Linked DNA regions of Mus musculus: regions 2 and 3 are each linked to region 1. Evidence: chromatin contacts called from public promoter capture Hi-C data. All regions are on one chromosome and are shown on one strand. The core of a region is the stretch at or near the end of the contact, and the rest is flanking DNA. Distances in the headings are between cores, read along the strand shown. Region 1 holds the start of C330002G04Rik (a long non-coding RNA gene). Region 2 holds the start of Gda (guanine deaminase). Region 3 holds the start of Zfand5 (zinc finger, AN1-type domain 5).

Region 1 (2,871 bases), core at 194-2,693:
AGTTCAGAGGACAAAAATCCTATGAACGCCATCACTCTGTGTCTGTCTGCTTTCTGGTCTGCCCAGATGTAAGTAAGCAGCTTTAATCTTCTCTCTCTGTGCCCTCTTCACCATTTTGGAATATCATCTTTCAATCTGGAAGCAAAACTAAACCGCTCCTTTCTTAAGTTGCTTTCTATCAAATGTTTTGTCACAGCAACAGAAAAAAATAAAAAATAAAACGGGGTACAGAAAACGGAGAAGCAAGAGTATGGTTAACACTGTGGATGCCTGACCGTATGGCTCATGGCTGATGGTGGATGAACTTGGAGTTGCAGGTGAATGAAGACCCAGAACACTGTAAGAAAAACATAATGGAACATTTTGGGTTGGGCATCTGGAATACAAAACTGCCAGTGGAGATGCAGACAAGAGATTTCAGAAGGACAGAGCAAGGACTCTACTAGAAACCGGACTAAAAGCCATTCACGTTACATTCTGGCCAAGAATCTGTCTGTAGGGCTGGAGAGATGGCTCAGCAGTTAAGAGCACTGGCTCTTCTTCCAGAGGTCCTGAGTTCAATTCCCAGTAACCCCTTGGTGGCTCAAAGACATCTGTAATAGGATCAGATGCCCTCCTCTGGTGTGTTCGAGGAGAACCACAATGTACATAGAATAGATAGAGAGAGAGAAAGTGAGAGAGAGAGAGAGAGAAAGGAAGAAAGAAAAGACTGTGTCTGCATCCTTCCATGTCCTAGAACCTGATTGAGGCTAATTCAAAAACAAAAACAAACAAACAAACAAAACTAAGTCATTTGAAGGAAATCTTAAGACCAGTAATGGAATGTCACGACTGTGACTCACATACAGATCCAGGTTTATTGAGAGAGCAGTAAATGAAGAAAGAACAAATAAATGTCCTGCAACGTAAGGGTGAGTTTAACGTTAAGAACAAGGCAGATGGGGCTGGTGAGATGGCTCAGTGGGTAAGAGCATCCGACTGCTCTTCTGAAGGTCTGGAGTTCAAATCCCAGCAACCACATGGTGGCTCACAACCATCTGTAATGAGATCTGATACCCTCTTCTGGAGTGTCTGAAGATAGCTACAGTGTACTTAGATATAATAAATAAATCTTAAAAAAAAAAAAAAAAAAGAACAAGGCAGATGCAGAGAAAGTGTCTGTGATGGTTAAAGAGATAAGTGCCATTAAATAGAAGAGACACTCTGGGACTCTAGGAAGCAGGCCTTGAGGGTAAGGGCCCACCCACGGGGAGCCGCTAAGTGTAATGCAGATTCATTTGAAAGGAGTGTTCCTGGAAAGATAGAGCTTTAGCAAAGCCTCCTGGAATGTAGCTGCTTAGGGGGATGGTTTCTCTGGTTAATTCTTGAATGGATACCCCCCCAGGCCCAACAGCTGTGACCCACGTGACCCAGGTTACAGCTCAAACTGAGGGCAGAACTTTGATTCATCCAAGTGTTGTTGATTCTTCAAGAACACAGGATTCAAGAATGAGGGGCGCATGGAGGCTTGCCGAAGGAGGCTTGCATGGAAAGCTGCCAAAGCCAGGCAATGTATGGCTGGGTTGGATTCCCTACATCGAGGCCCTGAAAGGTTAGTGCTTAAAACTATAAAGATGAAGTCTAAGATACAGGGGAGACCCCAGGCTGTTGGAGATGTCAGAAACATGGGGCATTTGCTGAAAACTGCAGCTACGGAGGGAACAGGCTCCGAAGAGAGGCTTCAGAGCTTGAGTGGGGGGCCACAATGGCTGTTAGAGTCTCTATGATGCCCCTGAGAATTTTGATGCGGGATGCACATGGAGCTACATAATTTGAATGGCTCTGTTTCCTTGGCCACTCTAATGGAAAACCCTCTTGGCTGGTCGGCTTTATCTCCTGCAGCCACTAGCCTCCTTCTTTTACCCCATTCCACCCCCTCCTAGTTCTCCTGTGTCTGCTACTTTGCCTGCGGGGACCCGGAAGTCCCGCCTATTTCACCCAGCTCACTGGCCGCTAGCATCTTTATTGATGGATCAACAACCAATTGGAGAACAGGACCTTAGCATCAGCACCATCCCTACATAAGTATGTATGTATTTTTGAGACAGGGTCTCATTATGTAGCCCTGGAACCTGTTTTGTAGACCAGACTGGCCTCAAACTCATCTCTCAAGTGATTCGCCTGCCTCTGTAATGGGATTAAAGGCATGTGTGATCACTGCTGGTTCAAAGGTGAACTTGTGCTGGTTAATTTTTGTCCACTTGATTGGATTTAGTCGTACATAGCGCATTAGTGAGGCACATATTTAGTTTTTTCTATGGGGGTCATTTTCAAAGACAACTAACCTAGGAGGGGAGGCCCTCCCTTAAGTGGGTGGCATCATCTCATGGGTAGAGGCTCAGAAGGAATGAAAAGAGAAAGGAGGAAAGAGAGATAAGCCTTCATTGCTCCCAGATTCCTGACTCACACTAGTGTGAGCAACCAGTCTCATGTACCCTCTCATACTATAGGGAACAAAAATTACTTCCGCCAACCATCAGTGAACATCGAGACCTGGGTGTGACTTAGTGAGATCTGGTCACGTGACATGTCTCATAAAGCTTCGATCAAGGTGTAGTCTGAAGATATCATTAACTGGAGGCTCAAACTGGAGGCTCAAACTGGGAGACTGTGGACTTCAGATTTCACCCACGTGACCAGTGGCAGGCCTCAAATGTGCTTCTTCTTCTTCTTCTTCTTCTTCTTCTTCTTTTTTTTTTTTTTTTTTTTTTTTTTTGGTTTTTTGAGACAGGGTTTTTCGAGACAGGGTTTTTCTGTATAGCCCTGGCTGTCCTGGAACTCACTTTGTAGGCCAGGCTGGCCTCGAACTCAGAAATCCACCTGCCTCTGCCT
Region 2 (2,811 bases), core at 196-2,695, 1.6 Mb after region 1:
TTCCAAATATTTTCTAAGGGTGGTAGTCATTGCTGACAATCTACGTCTTTAAATTCTCACAATGTACTACCTGTAAACATACATAAAAATGTAAATGCAACTTAAGTCCATTTGGTATTGTTCATAAGGATATGTTTATAGATGTGACCATTCGGTACTAGATATCTAATTACAGGGCTCATCCCTGACAAAGACTGACTCGCCTTCTCAGCCCTCATTAATTGCCTGTAGCACTTCATCTGGAGAGGTCTTGTGGGATTTCCCGATACCAAGCTTGATTGTCAGCTAATGTTAGTGCTCAGGTGTAGCCTCGTGTAGGCTACTATGTTATTGAGATCACATGGTGCAGTTTTCCTGCATATAGAAGACACAATCTGGAGGGAATTTAGTAGGAAGAGTGGGGGTAGTGAGTAAATATGATCAAAATACATTGTAAAAAATGATCAAAGGAATAAAATATTAACATTAAAAAGAAATGGTAATAAACATATGGGAGAAAATGACACTCTTAAGGATGGATATGACCAGTGAAGGAAAAGGATGGATTCCTGGGACGGGAACTTCTGGATAGGGGGAAGTTAGCTCTTGGGCAGGGGCAGTTACTGCATGGAGTTACAACTTAAGGCAAAGCAATGAAGAGAGGCTGCCCCATTTAGATTCAGAGCAAGCCCATTGCTGTGGGGAGCAGCAGAGGAAACCTGGGATCCACACTTTGAAGGTAACCAGAAAGTCCTGCCTGCAGGACCTAACTCGAGGAGCTGGAGGCTGTTGTGGGGGGAGGGAACCTGGACAGGTTTTGTAGTGACTTGGCCCAGGTTCTGATTTCATGAAAGGAATGGAAGACCTCAGACTGTTTGGTAGCTTGCAGGTGGTCTTTAGATTTCTACCCTTGTACTTCAGCTGCTGGGAACTTCATTTTCTCCTCTTTTACAACTGAATAAATAAAATTAGTTTCCTCAGACACAAGACAAGTTAGTCGTGGTATTGTATGTGGATGGGCAAAAGGACTAAAATATTGACCTCGGTGGAAGAGAGGGACTTTGAGATCTAGATTAACCCTTGGTGCTGGAGATCCCTGTAAAGTTCCACATAAGTCAAGCTTCCAGAACCCCAGCAAACAATGAACACATAGTATGCATCCTTCAATCTCAGGAAAGGAAACTGGCCACAAGGTGTACAGCTCAAAGTGACCTTTCACCTGTCACCACGTTTATGCAAGTTCAGAATTCTGGTGCTCAAGTTGAGGGGATGAACGGTCCTAGGAGTATAGAAGGCTCAGAGAAGACAGTGTAGGTGCACAACGAAAGCAAGTCAGAGTGGCTTGATTTCGATAACTCAAGGAGTTAACACATCCAAAACCAACGCAGGGGTGGGGAGGAAAGCCACACCCCAAGGGAGCTGGAGCCAACTCAGAGGAGAAAAATCCTATTGGCATCCAGGAGGCAGGGAGCCAGCCCCTGGGCGCGGCCTGCAGGGGGCAGGCGATCGCCTGGGGAAGCGGGGGCAGAACGAGCCCCAAGAGCCAGCAGCTCCCGCTCCGCAGCCGCAGGAACCGCTCTGCGCCCGCCCGGTGCGCCCTCCTTGGCCAGTGAACTCGCGCTGCCCTGCTGCAGCCATGTGTGCGGCTCGGACGCCGCCGCTGGCGCTCGTCTTCCGAGGGACTTTCGTCCACTCCACCTGGACCTGCCCCATGGAGGTGCTTCGCGATCACCTCCTCGGCGTGAGCGACAGCGGCAAAGTGAGTGGGCACCGGGTCCCGCGCACCGCGGACAGGTGGAGGGACCCTGGCGAGGCACTGCGCGTTCAGGGTTCGCTCCTGTAGAGCGAGCACGGTGGCTCCAGAGTTGAACTTTAGCGTTTGGCTTCTAGAGAAGGCAGACTGACTGATCACTAGGTTTGTAACCTGGCTAGGGCGGAATGACATCCCAGAAGCCTGGAACAGTACTCGCACCGCACTGTAGGCATCCCTAGAAAAGGTGGTTGAATTTCTTGAGACAGAGCTGACCAGGGTGGCGTGGGGATCAGTTGATTAGTGTTGTCTGCTGAATTTATCAGGTAGAATAAGCAAAAACATCTGGTCTCATTCGCAGGCTCTTTCATCAAACAATGCATTAACACTACATGTTACACAAGTTTAATCTTGGAAGGGACAGAACTGGAAAATCTGTCTCTGTCTCTGTCTTCTCTGTCTCTCTGTCTCTCTCTCTCTCTCTCTCTCTCTCTCTCTCTCTCTCACACACACACACACACACACACACACAACACAGCCATTTGAATCAAAACAAACGGTTTCATTTTAAGGTTCAAAATGCCTTCTATGATTATAGCTTTTATACCCTCCCCCTACAATTAGATTTCCACAAGTGTCCTTTGATACCTGGCACTTCTTTGTCCACCCAGATGGTGACAGTGTACATTAGTAACATCCTGGCCAGTTTGATAAGTGAAGTCATTTCATTTTGGGGGCAGAATGGGATTTTTAATTGTTTCTCAAAGTATACCAGTCTGTGGTCTGCCAAGTTGAAGATGCTGTCATTGACCATGCTGAATTATGACTTAGATTTGGGAGTAACCAAACCTGATATTCTTAAAGATTTTTAAAAATGTGTGTGTGTGTGTACATACTCAAAGTAGCATGTGTGGTCAGAGAGCAACGTGTTCTCTTTGTTGGTTCTCTCCTTAATCCCCATGGATTCCAGGAACTGAATCCAGGTCCTCAGGCTTGGTGACAAGCACCTTGGTGACAAGTACTTTTTACATGCTGAGCCACCACACAGGCTCCCAATCTTGTTTTCTTGTGGGACTTGATTT
Region 3 (2,858 bases), core at 146-2,645, 1.8 Mb after region 1:
TCTAATGTGCTACTAAGCCTGACCTTGTGCAAGTCCTTAGTCTCCAGATTTCAGACACCTCTGCCAAACAGTCAAATAGTTTTTTTTTTCTAAGAGCTTCTTTCCATACTTAATACCGGTTCCAGCCACAAAACAATTTAGAACAACTAAAAGAAATCCCTTATTTTGGGGCGAGACACTTCAAAAACAAACTTGAAATGTAAAAGTGAAATATTTTCAGCAGTTGAATAATGAAATCTCACCTAAAAAAATCAAAATAAGATAAAATTAATTACTATCTTACTATTCCCTTGATTACTAAATACCGATTTTAAGAAAGGAGGCTCTGACCTATATATTATTTTCTTCTAATTATCTCAGGTAATATTCTTAGGCAGCTCCAATCGACAGTTAGCTTATAATACCTTCCCTCAGAATACAACTACACGGAGTGCACGGAAAGCAAGCAAAATGTCAACTTCACAAATGTTCACGTAGGAAAGAAACAAAGGGAGAGGCGCTCGACTTGCTTCCATGCAAAGGATTTTGAGGGAGAAGCTTAACCGCATTGGAAAAAACTAAAAACCCTCCGGGAGAAGAGCCGTCAGTCCCGGTTCCAGCGATTTCGACCGAGTTCGGGACCCAGAGGCCCCCCACCCCCCTCGCAGCGCAGGCCGCGCTCCGGGAAGCCCGGTAGGGCCTGCTCCAAAAACCACTGAGTCATGCACTCGACGGTCCCTCGCCGGAACAACTCGGCTGTGCAGGGAGCCAGGCGCGGCAGTAGCCGCCTCTGCCATTGTCTATCCTGTCGGTCGGTCGGCCGGCCGGCACCCGGCGCCGCGGCACGCCGGGCATTGTCCCGTCCAGCCCGCTGGCCCGGCCGGGCCCGTCTTTGTGCTCGCCGATCGGGCGTGCTCCCGCCCCCGCGCCGTCCCGGCTCGCGCCACTTACCCTGCGGGGGCCCGGATGCACTAGCGAGCTGGCGCGCGACGCCGGGCGGTGGGCCGGGCTGAGGCCTCCGGGAAGGGCTGGCTAGCGGCCGCCGCGGGCCGGAGCGGAGCGGAGCGCAGGCGGAGCTGCGCTGGCGCCGCGGAGGCCTCCTTTGTTCGTGCAGAAGCGCCGAGGCGGCCGAGCCCCGCCGCAGCTCGGGTGGGAGGGCGGCGGGGGAGGAGAAGAACCGCAGGCCGCGGGGCTAGCGCCGCTCCAGGCGCCCGGCCGCCGGCACCTCACGCCTCCACAGCGACGTCCCGGCCGAGTGAGGAGGCGCGCGGAGAGGCCTGAGCGCCGACGGGGCCCGAGGACTGCGCTCTTCGGGCTTCCGCGTTCGCCAGAGACTCTGCGCGACTCCGGGCAGCGAGCGGACGCCTGACCAGATGCACACCGCTCAGCGATCCCGACGACTGACGCTCTGGCTCTGACCGGCGCTCGGGATCTGAGGGAAAGGGCGGCGGGGGCGGGGCCTGTGCGTCAGCGAAAACCCGGTCGGCACGCCCGCGGCGCGATGACGTCGCGGGACGAGGCCCCGCCCCTGACCTGCAGGCACTAGCCGGGGGCGGGGCCGCACTTGGGGGCGGGGCGAGTCCGGAGGCTGCGGTCACCGTCGCCCAGTCACCCTCCGGCCCGCGGGGCCCTGGGTGGAGCTGCTGCGGCGGGTCCACGGAGGCAGCGCTTCTATTTTTAACCCTATTGTCCGCCCTCAGCCACCCACACCAGCCCAGTTTCTCACGCTTCGTCCCCAGCTCCGCCGGGGTCCCCTCCCCGCGGGACGGGAAGGCACGGCCCGGAGGAGGCTGGCAGGGTTCCGGGTGTCGCCGCAGCTCCGCCTGCCACCGCCCAAGGTCGCGGTGCGCTGCCAGCTCTGAGCTAGGACCGCCCACCAGCCCCAGCCCCGCGCCGCCGTTCTGAACTGTTAAGCCAGCCTATAGAAACCCCTGGAAATTTACTATTCCAGTGAAGCACGGAGAACCCTGACAAGCCTGATGAGATGGAGCAAGAGGGACAAACAAGCCGGACCCCAGGCAAGGGCAAGGTGCTGGGTACCTGCCCAGAGCACGAACAGAAGAAGCTTTCTGCTGGTCTCTCCGTGGGTTCTGGTCACAAAATGTCTCTGCCGAAATCCATAAGGGCTACTACCTTAGCTACAAATATGCACTTAGGGTCCTTCACTTCGGGTATTTAAGAACCGTAGGCCTTGAAGGGCTACCTTAACGGCATTTATGCACTTAGGGTCCTTCATTTCGGGTATTTAAAAACCCTAGGCCTATCTCTAAGGTACCCTAGGGTTGGCCTTGACTGGGACACACGAACCTCATTTCTAGATTTTGTATTTGTGATATTGTGGAAGTAGTGTGGGGGAGGGGTGCTGCCCTGATGCTCCAAATCTAACTGCTCCCTGCACAGCAAGTGGACTAACCGGTACATAATACATTTTAAAAACCTATTTCGGGGTTATATTGCTATGGTCAAGTAATGTATTTCAGACTTAGTTTGGGTCATTTGTCCTAGGATCTTTGGGATTTATTTCTGTAAACTAGTAAATAATAAAACTAACTGCTACCATTTACCAGCCATTTCAGTGTCATCTATTTTTCATTTAGGGTCTCCTTATTTATCACAGCAGTTTACTGAGAAAAATGCCCTCCCTGTCCATTTGTCAGGGTAAGGCAGTCATGATGAAGGATGCTCTTGCCTGAAGCGCTAGAGACTAATGGAAACCGTAATTATGAGGATAAAAATAACTTCAGAGATTTTTTTTAAATAGAGCATACCTTATTGTCTGTCTCTTTTTATTCTTCCATTTTAAAAAGAAGAGCTTTATAATTTATCTTGTCCAATTTAAACAACAAAGTCATTTTAAAATCAAGCTGTTGATGCTAACA

Evidence for each region. Promoter capture Hi-C pulls out the DNA fragments that hold promoters and counts their contacts.
Region 2: a promoter capture Hi-C map of pre-B cells shows a contact between it and region 1, with 2.9 times the contacts expected there. A contact is called at or near these places in 3 of 39 promoter capture datasets (liver and pre-B cells).
Region 3: a contact with region 1 is called in a promoter capture Hi-C map of liver, with 2.5 times the contacts expected there.

The regions. Positions count from the first base shown.
Region 1 is chr19:23,074,477-23,077,347 of GRCm38.p6, reverse strand. It overlaps C330002G04Rik (a long non-coding RNA gene), which reads left to right and starts at 1,443. Exons shown (of 8, transcript XR_001782629.2): 1 at 1,443-1,591.
Region 2 is chr19:21,471,295-21,474,105 of GRCm38.p6, reverse strand. Gda (guanine deaminase) reads left to right here and starts at 1,445. Exons shown (of 14, transcript NM_010266.2): 1 at 1,445-1,738. The coding sequence starts at 1,616.
Region 3 is chr19:21,270,815-21,273,672 of GRCm38.p6, reverse strand. Zfand5 (zinc finger, AN1-type domain 5) reads right to left here and starts at 1,395. Exons shown (of 6, transcript NM_009551.5): 1 at 931-1,395. It overlaps LOC115489044 (atherin-like), which reads right to left and starts at 2,215. Exons shown (of 2, transcript XM_030251153.1): 1 at 2,183-2,215; 2 at 931-1,898. The coding sequence starts at 2,215. The coding sequence ends at 1,206.